Regions from separate parts of the Drosophila melanogaster genome. Here region 2 is linked to region 1. Evidence: chromatin contacts called from public Hi-C data. All regions are on one chromosome and are shown on one strand. The core of a region is the stretch at or near the end of the contact, and the rest is flanking DNA. Distances in the headings are between cores, read along the strand shown.

What was found. Hi-C and Micro-C count contacts between places; a contact is called where the count stands out from the background.
Region 2: a contact with region 1 is called in a Hi-C map of the S2 cell line, with 2.4 times the contacts expected there. A contact is called at or near these places in 6 of 107 Hi-C or Micro-C datasets (the Kc167 cell line, the ML-DmBG3-c2 cell line, the S2 cell line and 2 more).

Annotation. Positions count from the first base shown.
Region 1 is chr3R:28,854,043-28,860,682 of dm6, forward strand. It overlaps Inx3 (Innexin 3), which reads right to left and starts at 5,172. Exons shown (of 6, transcript NM_001276121.1): 1 at 5,114-5,172; 2 at 3,101-3,297; 3 at 1,691-1,899; 4 at 904-1,364; 5 at 688-841; 6 at 1-619. The coding sequence starts at 3,263. The coding sequence ends at 419. The region is part of intron 4 of spg (sponge); the gene reads left to right.
Region 2 is chr3R:29,271,630-29,279,044 of dm6, forward strand. lncRNA:CR45568 (long non-coding RNA:CR45568) reads right to left here and starts at 5,479. Exons shown (of 1, transcript NR_125290.1): 1 at 4,747-5,479.

The sequences.
Region 1 (6,640 bases), core at 3,922-6,421:
GGGATATCCTCGATCGTCGTTCAATCATCATCTTCAACCTACAAATTGCACGGTCTGCCTGTGTCCCTCTCGTTTTTTATGATATTTTTTTTTTCACATTTTTATTTGATTTATTTTTTATTTGTATCTTCTCACTCTGTGGCTCACCTCGTGTCAATGACGAACTGCACCTGTCTTTCGCCTGCCTAGGACCATATTCAAAGATTGTTTCCTTATAATTTTGCTAAATATATTTCGCACAGAACATTACTGAGTTGGATCTCCGAAAGTGCAATTGCTGATTCGTTCTCTTGCAGTCTTAGTGGTAGAAATGGAAATGCCTAACCTCATGACACACAACTCTCTCTATCTCCCCCCTACAAATATTATTGAGAAATCATTGAAATCATTGTTTTGAAGCCAAACCCTGGCCACGGGCTCATGTCTCCGTCTCCTTGCCACCGCCGAAGGTCTCCACGGGCGGATAAATCGGATGGCTGATGCGGTTCATTTCAAGGGTCGATGGTGCGGATGGTGTTCGGGATGCTCCTAGCAGACCGCAGAGCTGCTGCAGCATGTCACTGTACGATCTTGTGCTGAGGTTCTGGCTCAGGAAGTGCAAGATCAGGAAGTCACCAATCTGTTGAGAAAAACCAAAAACGGATTAATATACAATAGGTATGGATGGTATTCTAGTTGAGCACCCACCTCCAAACGCCTAACCAGTCCGGCGATTTCCTTCCGTTGTGCCGAGCGATAAGAACGCTTGATGATGGTCTCCCGAGTGGTGGGCATCATGATAACCACCAGTGAATAGAGCACAGCCACGCCGGAGATGGTGGCCAAGATGATAAACCAGAACCTATGAAAAGTAATAAAGGTTAAAGATTCCCTCAAAGAGTAAGAACCCACTCAACTACTTACCACAGGAAGATGTAGATCTTCTCGTTGAGGATATTCAGTGCCAGCACACAGAGAGTGTCGTGTTTCTGGACCGATCCACTGGGACCGAACTTGTGGAACGTGCACTTGGTGAGCCGGGGAAAGATCTCGATCATCGGATCGAAGCGCTTGTCCTGATCCATGTTGGAGAACTTGAGCACATCCGTACCGTAGGACATGAAAGCACCGCCCAGAAACTTATCCACCATAAAGATATTCACAATCACGTTGATAAAGTTAAGCAGTTCGCAGAAAAAGTATGCGAACGAGTAGCCGTTGTGGGTGTTCAAACTGTTCACGAAATACTTGAGGATCCGGTCCTGGCGATCACGCCGATAGTCATCCGGCACACTGACCATGCCGCGCAGTCCATCGGTGATCATGCGGATCTTGCCGTCTTCCATGTTCTTCCAAACCCAGTGGGGCACGTAGAACATGAGCCCCTGAAATAATTTACAGATTAGTTTGGTCGGAAGCGGGAATTACAATAAATTAATGAAACCACATTTGTCACGTTTAAAGCGAACAGCATGTGATAGGCCACAGTCATACTAAGACTTCAATTAAGTTCACTTAATCTACAGACAAGATGGAACTTTTCGTATTGCAAGATTGCTCATCATCATGTAAATTGAGAAAGCGTGGGGTAAATTATTCAATTAAGTACTACTCCTATGGATTTCAAAATAAATCCACAGCGATGTAAACAATTCAAATTGTAAATCTTTCCTAAGTACTGCGTACATATATTACTTCGAGCGTCACTCACCTGGAAGAATAGCACGAATGGCACCCATTGATAGTAGCTGTGATAGCGCTTCTCCTGGCCGTACTCATTGCCCAATCCCGGACCAGCCACGTCCGTTCCGATTTGCCGATGCTGCTGGCCAGGTATCGTGTACGTGTAGGTGATCCAGCAGAAGGTGTTGATTACGTGCATCGGAATGGCGCCGTCGTTGATGCAACTTATGGGATCGCCTGCAAGCGCAGAGATAGAGATAATTTTTTAGATATGCACTCGACCTCGTCGCAATTCAGATCAAGGGAAACGCAAGCGCATTCCTCGCCAGAAACCTTCTCGCCAGCCGTTCGTCAACGTCAAGTGCCATTAGGGCAATCTCTGGTGGTCTGGTGGAGCTGGCTCCACGGTCCCAATTTGTCGACGCTGTGGGTGCGGTAACGACTATGCTACGGTTACATTTATTATGGCTGCAGACGTGCCTAGGTAAACCTGCAACATTCGGCTGGATGGACGAACGGACGGACGGACAGATAGACAGCCTTTTTTTTTTGGGTGCGCCCCAACTTTATCGTTCACTATGACTCCCCCGTGTTCCTACTATAACTCCTCCCCCTTTTGGATAAACAAAGTGGATACAAATGGAGCTGCAGACGAAGGTGGAGCGGGCTGGATGGGGAATTCCCAGAACCAACCGTCAATATTTGACTGTGGTTTTGTCAGTTGTTCACTTTTGGAGCACTTCTTTTAATGTACAAATATTTGGATTGAAGCTGCGATGGCTTTGCGATGCCTAGATCAGATAAAAATCTCGTAAAATGGGTTTTAAAGTCAGCAAGTTTTCAATGACAAAAAATAAAAACGATTGAGCATAATTAAATTGCCTTGTTGTTTAAAAACCATTTGTTGGAAATGTGCTTAGTCTACTAGTTCTGATTTTTAATAACGCTAATCATTTGTTTATTCAAGGCCTTTTTCTTATCACCCTTTTTCGAATGAAGAGAGATAATTGCTTCGAGTTTAATACAAAGCTCGCTTAAAAGTGCGTGGGAATGTAAAATCATATTAATAACAAGTACCATTATGTAAGACACCATTCACTGAGCCCAGCTTGAGCCATATACATTGATTTTCACGCCAATTTCTGGCGAGGCACAGGCTAGCACCACCACCACCCGTGGGGACCGAGGAATGAGTCATTCGAATAAATGGCTTTAGCTGAAATCCGATCAACGTGTTGCGGTCAATTTGTGAAAGCTCTGCACGCGTTTATGCCTCCGTTCCGAAGAGCTCAAATTCAAATGGGTCGAATCGTATTTCTTGGAATTTAGTGCTGCATTAGCAGCATTGCAGCAATTGCAAAAGCAAACTGACAAACTGGGCTACTCAAGTGCTAAACACTTGCATAGCTGCACTAATTTTCAGTAGGTGCTAACTTACCGATCAGATTGTTTGCGGTGACGATGATGCAACAAGTGAACAGAATGGCCGTCGTGATCCTGTAGTGGCAGCGGAAAACCATGTTGTCGATGACCGCCTTGTCCAGCAGATAGCGTATCTTGATAAAGCCGGACACAGCCGAGACCATGCCAAAGACCGCCATGTTGATGGTTGGTGTGCTGCTGCAACGAAGCTAACTGCAAGTGGAGAAGAGAGCATTAACGAGTTGAGCAGCGGGACACTGTGAGAAATGGGCATAGAGTTCCTAATTACGCTCAATTATTAACAATGCGGTTTATTGATTCGAATCTGTTTTACTTTTCTTTTGTTATTGGACATTGGATTGGGAGCAAGTTATCTTGATTGTGGAGTGCATTGCAATCTGCCTCATTTCTTTTGCCACACTTGATTGCGTTCTGTGTGTTTGCCTTGTGCGTTATCTAGGACAGACATGACATATTCCAAATTATTTCACCACCCTTTACCCACCCATACACGACCATACTTCCTCCCCACTACTCCCAATCTGAGCTCCAGTACCAGTCCATGTTCCCATGCCATACTATATAGCATACCGAACCATTCCATCGGTTGTCTGGGTCTCTCGGCGTTATCGTCGACAAGCCGCACTTACAATTAGGTAAGTGCTTGGGCAGTGCCGGAATTGTTTGTCGGGAGCATAGCTATTTCTCTCTCTAACTGAATAATGCGAGTATGTTGTGCAATCTAATCTAATCTGCGCTAAGCTCCAGGTCCAGGTTGAATGCCCTGCCCTTGCCTGGTAACCCCGGGCTGTCCCCAAAAGTACTAGATAGCGAACAAGTTCATCTCAAGAACTCGGCTCTCAGAACCGGTACAGCTTTTTGTCAACCCACGCATAAATTTCACTTTGTCCCCATGCCCAAAAGGGGTTTTGTTTTCTTTTCCCACTTTTTGGTCTTTTGTCGGTGCTTTTTGGGTTTCGAGTTGGGTTTTTGGATTTCGGCTCGCCGTGGATCAGGTTCTGCTTGGCTTTCTTCTCGGCTCTTTTGTTTATATGCAAATTTTTTTTTTTTGGTGTTTCGGGCTATTGTGTGTGTTTTGGCTGTATTTCATTTCGGCACGACAGATCGCATCGTATATAACTCCGAATCCGAATCGGAATCCGTAACTCCGAGAGCGAAACGCACACAGCAACACTGCGCCGCACGCAGGGCGCATAGAGTCGTCTCTGTCGCACGCATACGAGCGGCAATTAAAGTCGCAAAGTATCTGTATCTGCGCAACGGCAGCTACTCCTTTTAAATGCATCAGCTTCTGCACTGAACATTCAATCTTACCACGCACACAACGCCACGAACGGCACTCACACAGATACGCGGAGAGCACTTCATTTCGGCCCAACTTCAATTCTGGCCTTTTTTCTTTCAATAACTCTTTTTTCCCTCTTTTTTTTTTCGAAAAAGACAAAAAAAGAAACTGGTTTTAAGGTATTTTCTTTTTGGGAGCGGAGCTGAGCGGTCGCGATCGGATCCGATCGGTTGTTGCCACTGTTCTCTCTCATTTTGTGTCGTTTTCCTTGGTGTGTCATTTTTTTTCTCCTTTTTTCCTGAAGGTGTTGCTACCAAGATTGGCAACAGCAACCTGCCAGTTGGCCAGAACCGAACTGCGACGACCCCTTCGCACACTTAAGTGATTCTTTTGCTCCTGCTGGAGTCGAAGTAGCTCCGCTTTTCAGAGCTCTCCGCTCGCATTTAAATTTATTGCTGCCACTTTGACACTTCGGAAACGGGTTTTCGCTCCCAGTATTTATAATTTCTGGCTGGTTTTTTAGTTGTTTTTTGTTTGTTTTTAACTTTGTTGCAAATGCGAGATTTCTATTATACACAAGTACAAACACACAGATACACTCAGACACAGACAGACTCAGCTGGAATTGCACTCGCAACTGCATTCGATGGTGGTGTGCGTGCAGCTTGGTGGTTGCTCAGTGGTGCTGAGCTGTGATTTCAGACAAGTCAATGGTGCCCATACCCGTATCCGTATCTCGAAAATGTGCAGCTGCTCTCAGCGGCGTTCAAAAACCTACTGAAAACCAAGTCCCCGAGCTCGAAACAGAACGATCCATTGTATATATGCCTCCCGAGCCGCGAGAGAGTCGCTCTTGCGATCTGGGTGGTTTTCCCTCTCCGGCGGAACCAGCGATCCCAGCTGGTTCCCGCTCCGAGTTCGTAAATACGCTCAAGCTGCATTCGCGCATTGCCTCTTACCTGAGCCGAGAGACCCGGTGTTGTTACCTGTAGAAGTATTTGGTGCCGAGGTGCAGAGGACCCACCCAACCACCTCAGGTCGCTTAGGTAGTTCTCGCTCAAATGGCTTGATTCTCAGATTTTCCCTCGATCTTGAACCGACTTGAACGAGGCCCAATAACATCTGGATTTGAAATCTGTAAATCCATTGATTAGTTTGGTCTCTGGATGAAGGGGGGACGTACAACTTAATCAGCTAGATTTGGGTTTTAGAGTATGTTAGGGTAGCTTAAACAGTCGCAGTTCAAGTCGACGAAGGGCAAACAAAGATTTAGGAACACAATGGGCCACAACTGGAACATCCAATAAAAGAGTTTAAGAACAAAAGATATATTTAAGACTTGGGCAGAGTTCAAGAAAACAAAACTGTAGATGTACTAAGAGTTTGCTCAAAGTCTCTCTCCTTATTTAAGTGATTTTATTACGTATAGTATTCAATTTTAAAATTTATTGCATTTTAAAGTCTTTTTATTGAATTTAGTACTACAAGTTTATTAAACTTTAACAATACTGCACTGGAAAACTTGAAGTCTATAATACGTACTTTTAGTTCTTATGCAATCGCTAGCCCATGCAATTATTTATCCTTCTATCAATCACCTCTAAATTAATAGGACCTCGAATCCAAACTCAAGTAAGTAAAATTAATGAGGTGGACCCCAAGTGCATTCCAATTAATTCCTCGGAACTTGGAGCTGCCTGTTCGTTTAATTTATCGCTGTTTCCACATCCAGCGAGTCCTCTGACAGCACAGACGCCGCTCTGAAGGGTCCGCCAAGTGGGTCTAAGGAACTATTCGTCGTCATATTCCAGGCCCATATACACGTCGTGGCCGATCGCACACAGATGCGATCTCAGTGTATAGGGTTCCGAAATGAAGATCCATTTGCATGCTGAGAGCTAGACAAGCAACGCCAAACTTGTTGCCAGGCATTCCTCCCATTTCCCTGGGATCTGGGCTCCAAATTCTCCCCCCTTCGAGTTTCAAGTTCCAAGTCCGAAACCTGCAACTCCTTGGCCCGATGGAATGACTCAGCTCGGTGGCTTTGGCCCGCCGCGTTCTTTGGTCTTGGCCATAATGAAATGGCATTTCGAAATGGCTGCTGCTGCTGGTGGTGCTGCTGTTTCCATGTCCTGAACCACTGCGCTCCACTTCGCCTCCCTGCGCGTTGCACTGTTTGTTTATTGAGGGTTCCCGATGCCGGGTTACCATGCCCTTATCCCAATGCTCCCTGGCCTGGCCTCTTGCCTG
Region 2 (7,415 bases), core at 4,229-6,728, 420 kb after region 1:
AATGTACGGTACTATCTAAATATACGATTTATTATAAATAAATAACTTTCTTGTTCTGTCTTCAGCTGTCTTATTAAGTGACTTATGATATGATATAATAGATTTACGATCCATAGTCTTTTGATGGTAGTAGGTGGTAGTATCTGAAACAGGAAAATCCTTTGATCCCCCTAATGGAGCAATCGTAGGCTCAACTGGCGTAAATAACCTAAACTTTAGTCAGCTGGTGTATTGTAATGTTAGTTCCAATAATTCCAAAGCAACCACCCATAGAAGACTATCTATCTATCCAGTAACCCCAGCAACTGACCCAGTTACGCCTCAAATAACTTTCCCACCGCGATCGAAGGAGTCCCACGAGAGGAGCGGGGAAAGTGAAATTGTGGCACTGCTCCTCAACCCTCTGGCTGGAAAAGCGACCCTTGGACTGATCAAAGCTGCACAGCTGCTATTTATTTAATTACCAAATATTTATTGAACATACATTACGGTTAATATCGTGCTGCCCGAGCCTCACTCCACTTGGAACTGCTCTTGGGAAAGGGATTGCGATTTGGGTGCGTCTCGAATTTTGCAATTTGCAAGGACTCGCCGAGGATCCTTTTGGTTTCTCAGCCCTTGCCCAAGATTAGGCAAGCAGGGTGGCGAGTGGGTCTCTCAAGGGTGCCGATACCCATTCGCATTCCCATCGATCGCAACTCGAATCGATCCGTTTTCAATATGCAATTGCCATTGCTAGGGGATTTTCACGTTTTTTTCCATCTTATTCTTTTGCGAAATAATTTATTGCGTTTCTTGAAATTGGCATATTCGCAATTTGAATTTGAGGCGTTCGGGAGGGTTTGATCCTGGATTGTCTGCAAAAGGGATAATTAGAAAATACCACTGGCAGATGGCAAATATCCCTGCTACGCAATAAACCTTAATTAATATTTATTGCAAAAAAAAAAAATAAAAAAAATCGGGAAAAACTGTATTAAATTGAGTGTCATAAGCTCTTTCAGCCTTTGGCACTTCTATTTGCATTTATTACAGGAAAAAGTGTCGAAAAAAATGTCCTTTATTGTACTTTTTTTGAGTTATTTTTTTACCATAGAGACTTCTGTCGCCTGAACACGCTCCTGCCTGCCAAATAAAGCATTTTGTTAAGCTAATTTTTATCCCATTTCGAACAAAACATTTTCCCAAATTGAAAATGCTTTCCCGTGTCTTTTTTTGTGTCGAATCCCCCTGTCATGTAAAAGAAAGCACCGCCCCGGGCTTGCCATTGATATGTCTTGGAAAAAACGCAACAAAAAAACAGTCAAAATTATGTTATAAATTATAGGGAAAAAGGGTAAATTCATGTTGAAAATTTCAAGTGTTTTGTAATAAGGCGCAATAGCGCAGTCCAGCCGAGGATCACAAAAAATGCATCAACCCCAGGGATTTTCAATGAAAAAAAAAAAACCATAGCTACAAAAGACGTCAAGAAAAAAGGGAAAACAAAAAATAAGAATGATGAGGAAAATTTAGCTTAATTATGCTTCTTGTTTATGGGTAGATACCCTCACTTAAGGGGCATATCAAGAACTTTATAAAATTTATTTTAGCAAAGTTCTTAAGTAAATGGTTATGAATACTTAAAAATCATTTATCAAAGAATGTATTGCGGGATATACTTAGGAAGAGTATACAGACTTCGGTTTTCGACTCAAAAGCCTCGATCCTGATTCCCTGATTTCCGCTTATTGTGCAGCAGAGACCAGAATAGTAATTGAAATGATACCCTGCCACAGAAAGCAACCCAAAAGCAGAAGGCTAAACCCGTGGCAAGTACAAATTGCCGTTACCGGCGAATGCAGCCAAGCAAAAGGCTGCAATCCTACAGGGGAAAACATGGAAAAAGCTGGCAAAGCAAAGAGTTGGGCGCAGGAAACCAGAAGCTAGAAGCCAGATCCAGATCCAGATCCAGAGGATCGGCGACTCGGAATAACCTTGCGCCAGTCACTCACCCAGGCCAGGCATACACCACACACACACACACACACACACACACACACACAGGGCCACCCCTCGCCGAATGGCGGGCAGATCCAGGAGCAGGAAAAAAAACCTAAAGAAATCCTCACCCCACTGGCTGTGCCAGAAATAGCATCGCAGCTCACCCAGTCCTGCACTGAGTGGCTCTAAGTAAACCCAAAGATTTCACACGCCAGGCCGTCAAAGGCGTCGGGCTCATGTTTTTCTTTAATTTTTTTTTTTTTTTCATTTCCAGTGCCAGTACCCAGTGCGAAGTAAACCCCCTCCTCGGCGCTCGGCGATCCTTCTGCTAGTTTTTCTGGGAGGGTCTGGCGGCGGGATGCTGGCAAATGCATTTTTTACTTGACGCCTTGGCACAAAGCTGCTGCATAATGATCGTATGTGACCCTTATCAGGCGATGGGAGTGCGAAAAATCGGTAGTTTGGAAAACCTAATTTGAATATGGAAAATCGTCGTCTATTCGCCTGTCTACGGCGGCGCAAATTAATGAATATTTCCGACTACTTTATGAGCCCTGCCCCTGTCGAATGCATTACTAATTCGGCGATCATTTGCATTCGGGTGCTGAAGTGAAACGGGTTTTCCCTCCATCCTCCATCCATCCAAGCAGAGTGCTCTACATCCAGTGGATACATTTCCTGCAGCTTCGTTCTGCGCTCCGAGTGGAGCCACCTGTGCCAATGGAGCTACTTAAAACGCAATTACCACCATGTGGCCGTGATCAACATCCTGGGAAAGTGGAAAAAAGTGCGCTGGATTCAGATAGGACAATAGCCCCGTTGATTAGTCGTCGGAAACGCTTGTCGCCGCATTACGTGACGTATAACCCATTTGCGGCAGCTCGTAAATAATCGATATGAGCTGGGGGCGAAAGTAGAGCAGCAGCCCAGCCCCATTCAATCCCGAGCCCAAAAAAAAAAAAAAACATATTTCAAGCTCGACAATCTGAAGTGCCAAGCATTTGGCTATCGGATTTCTCAAGTGTTTGTTTCTTAAACAAAAAGTTTCGGCTCCCCTCGAAACCTTTCATAAAGTGCACTAGAAAAAATTAAGGTCCTTTCTTAGCTAAAACATAGCTTGCAGTTCATTTGAACACATCTATAGTTATAGAATGAATCAGCAATCATGTTTGATGTATTAAGGCATATGGAACGTTTAACTTGCTTTTATTATACAATTATTTGTTTTCAAAACATTTTTTTAAACATATTTTCTCTCAGTGCAGGGGTAAGCTTAGAACACTTGTGTGTCCGCCATTTAGGGGATTTTAATCGTGTTTCTATGAATTCGTATCGTATGCGATGGGGTTCGTCGTACTCTTTTGTGGCCTCATTTCGCGCCGGGATCTCGGATCCCTCTGTTTTCCACTGGCCTAGGCGTTATTAATTGAAATTTATGCTGGAGCATTTTTAATAGATTTTTGGATATTTAAATTTGTTTCGTTTTCTCAATGATTTAGTGTAATTCGACTGGGCGAGCTGTTCTTTCCTCTTTCTTCTCGCTCAGTGCTCGGCGATTAAGATCTCCTTCAAGTGAATTGAGAGCGGGAAAGTGGGTTGATTGTGAGATCATCAATGGCATCTGTTCCTCTAATTGATCAATCGTAGTTGGCTCCTCGAGCTCGTCCAATTTCCAAGGGCTTTCGAGCTAATTGAGACATGGGAAACGGCCATAAAAGTTGTGTTCTGCTCCGTGATCTAATGAATGATTGTGTCCGATGGGGGTAGTCCCCTACCAAATTGACTTGTAACCGAGGAAGAAAAAAACCCATTTCGAGTTTCTAATGCTCTAGCTTATTTTTGTGCAGTTTTGTGTACCAAAAGTGTTTTCCTTTATCGCGCTGTTTACTTTCAAAGGAAAGGGAGTTGTGATCACAATGGCAGCATCGCGCCTTCGGACAGCTTTATGCGGCATTTCATCCGAAAAAAAAAAACGCAAATGAAAAGCTGTAACGACCTTTGTGATCCCATCTGGTTATGGTCTGACATGGGCCATCTGCGGATCCATAGATCCGCAGAGGTGAGTGTAATTCCCATAAAGCAGCTTAAGACACTTTCCATTCTTTTCCAGCGCTTTTTCGTCCCAAAAAGGGCACTTAAAATTAAGCATAACATTTTCTACTCCGCTTGAGCGCTAAGCAAAATGATCAGCGAATGGGATGCTGAGTGGCAGGGGTAAACCTCGTAATTTACATGCCCCTTTTTCCGCCCGAAAACAACCCAGAAACTGGACCAACATCTATCCCAAACCCAAACAGAAAGTTGCTACATTTTATGGCCCGAGGTCGCGGAAAATAAAAGGGTGGAAGTGGAAAAGCTGCGATGGGAAAGTGCGGCGGGCAGCATCCCGCGATCCTTGGTGCGTAAGACTCTGAGGATCGCAGGATGCAAGGACCTCTCGATCCCGGTTGAGTGTCCGCCGTAGGGTCACGGATGCGGCTAATGACCGTGCAGAGAGTGGCAAGTAATGCCCAGTTGCACAATTAGGCATACAATGCCAGCAAATGGCCCCTCGGAGGAAAGTTTGCATTCGAAATCAGCTCGGCGCAGTTCGGATCTTTGTGTTTTTTTTTACAAGTATTATTTGGGATTGTTGCCCCTCTTGTGGACACTTTCTTTGGACAGTTTTATTTTCCTTTGTGATTTACTTGGTCATTGAAAGGGTAAGGAGGATTATCCACAGGGTTCTGCTGAACCAGATCCATTTCTTTTTTCATTGGTTTCATTTGGGATGCTGCGTCATCATTTATCGCTTGGCTTGACCTATTTTGCCAACTTGCCTGCGGGCCTATAAATGTCAGTGGCGTCATTAAAGTTTCATAATTTATGAAAAGCCGGAGAGTCGCCGAAAGTATCCAGTTTTCGTCGCGGTCATTGACTGCAGTAATTAACAGAAATTAGTTTGATTTTCACTTCAAGTTCTCGGTTTTTGTTTCGGTTTCGAGCACGCGCCAAACCGGAAGTGGTTTCCTTGCATCTTCTGCTCCATTTGGGGTATCTAAAAATAGTGGGTATCATTTTAGGGGGCGTCTCAGTTTTGAGTTTTCAGCTCCTAGCTGTTTGTCAGCACTGCGGCAAATTGGGGCGATCCTGCTGCACAATGCTCATCAACAGTCACTTATTTCGAGATCCCCGTAAGAATCGAGAATCGAGGGGCGATATGCCATCTTCCCATTGACTGACAGCTGCACAAATCTTCGTGGCTTGTAATTGTAGTTCTTCTCGGGCGGCTTGACTTTTGTTAAATTTCATTTACCGAAATGCGTGCGGCATTTGCTGCTCCAGTTGGGCTACCGTTATAGTCCTCCAGACCACCACAGCCACCCAGTTGCGCAAATGTAGGCCCTTCAAATCAGCAGATCCAGAACCGAAAGTATATCCTTTTAGTAGCATTTTAAACTCAATTAGCTCTCATTAGTAAATAACTGGCGGCACAAAGTGAGCGAATCATTCACAAAACGCACTGCAAGTGTATGCACTGGGAGAAAAAGTTGGGGATCCCTTATAGTCATAAATTTCGTGTAAATGTGTAGTCATCTATAAGTGAGAGTTATTAGCTTACCATGGGTTTCATGTTGATCTCTATGACTTCTTGTGGACTTCAACATTCGTTGGCGTAGTTAAAGTACTCACGATTATTTTCAGTGTATTGTCAGAATCGCCCCGGAGCCTAACACGCAACTTCGGAGGCTTGAATCGAAGCCTCTGCAGAAGCCTCCTGTTCACTCCTCATCGAGGATAAACGGAAACGAACATTGACAACGACAATTGCTTGTTATTTGCAAAGCGAATTCCACCGCTTCGCCAAGCTGGAGAGGAGAGGAAGCTATCTGGTGGGGATTCCAGAGGAAGACCCCGTCACACCAAGTGGTGGCCCTTCGTCTGTCGGTGCCGGGGCGTAATTATAATTATGAGATGGCATGGGATGGGTTGGGTTGGGCTGGGCTGGGCTGGGTTGCCTGCTCGCATGTGGATCGAAGAGCAGGGCAAAAAGAGAGCGCCTGGAGCTGGAGGAGATTGGTGGAGGGGGGGTTGGAGGGCAGCATCATTACCGCCAGTCGAGAATCGACTTGAGCTCATCATTGGCATGATTATCGGACGGGAAACGACATCATCAACAACCGCGCGATTTGGTGCGAGACGCACTTTGACTTGGACAGAGAAAAGCTCTTTATACCCTATCTGAAAGTTAGCAAAGCTAAGTAGAATGTTTGTTTTATTTAAATACTTATGCTTCTACTATATTTTACGATTTGATAAAAAAGTAGCATTTAAATTATATTAATTCTTTATTCTGAGTTAAACTCAGGACATAAACATCTTCAATGAATATGCTTACGAGACTATTAGCTCTTCGACTTGGGCAGTTAAAGTTGAGAACCTGATGATCTTTTTGTAGGAGGGGATCTACTGGGGAAGCATCGGGGAAGCGGAGTGCGTGGCATGTTGTGAGTTTTTGCAACACGCTCTTGTGTCCCCCAGCATCTTTGTCATTTGGCCAGGGGAGAACGTAGAGGAGAATCCAGCGGAGAATCCCCAGAGAAGGAGACTTGCTCTGGTTCTTTTTTGTCCGACTTCTTCTTGATTTTTTGCCTTTGTTTGTAATGCAATTTTCAAAGCGCGAGAATTACAGCGAAGCAAAACAATGAAAATCATCTGCATCGCAGTTGGAGTTTCATATTGAGTTCGGAGTCGGTGCCTTTATTTGTGTTTGCGATGAGTCTGGAGTCTGGAGCCTGGAGCCTAAAGCCCACAGCCTGGGGTCCACGGATCGAGATGGGGCTTGAGGTATTCGAGTTGGAGTTGTAGTTGTGGGGCCGGACTTCAATTTCAATTTAAATGAAAACAAACTGTGGTCACTTTGTATTTATGTATTTTGTGCCTGTGGTCGGCGTTCATTCAGCTTGTTTGCATCTTTAATGCTTCGTGACTTTTGAGTGTACTTAACGACACAGATGGATGGACTGCATGGAACGTGTAGGATGGATGCAGTTCCAGATACAAAGTGCACTCGCAATTGCATTGCGAAAAAGGAGACGCAAGATCGAGAGAGAGTGAGATCTCGTGGGGATGGACCTTTGATCTCGGTGGGAAGTGCTAATTGGTTTATTTGGAAAGATGGTTACATGATATTCTATGGATTATTAGTCAAGTTGTGAAGAAGTTTGATTATTAGGGCTCAAGGCATTCACATCCGCATTGCTTATATGGAAAATCATTTGATATGGTTTTTTACTTCCGTATTTCCTAGTAAAGCTAGAATAATGATAACAATTTGCCTATTCCCTGGAACATTTTGCCGTTATTCGAAGTGACTAATACCAGACTTATCGGAAACACATTCCCTGTGGCCACCCAAGCATCCCGAGTTCGTTGGGCACTAACTTCACGCC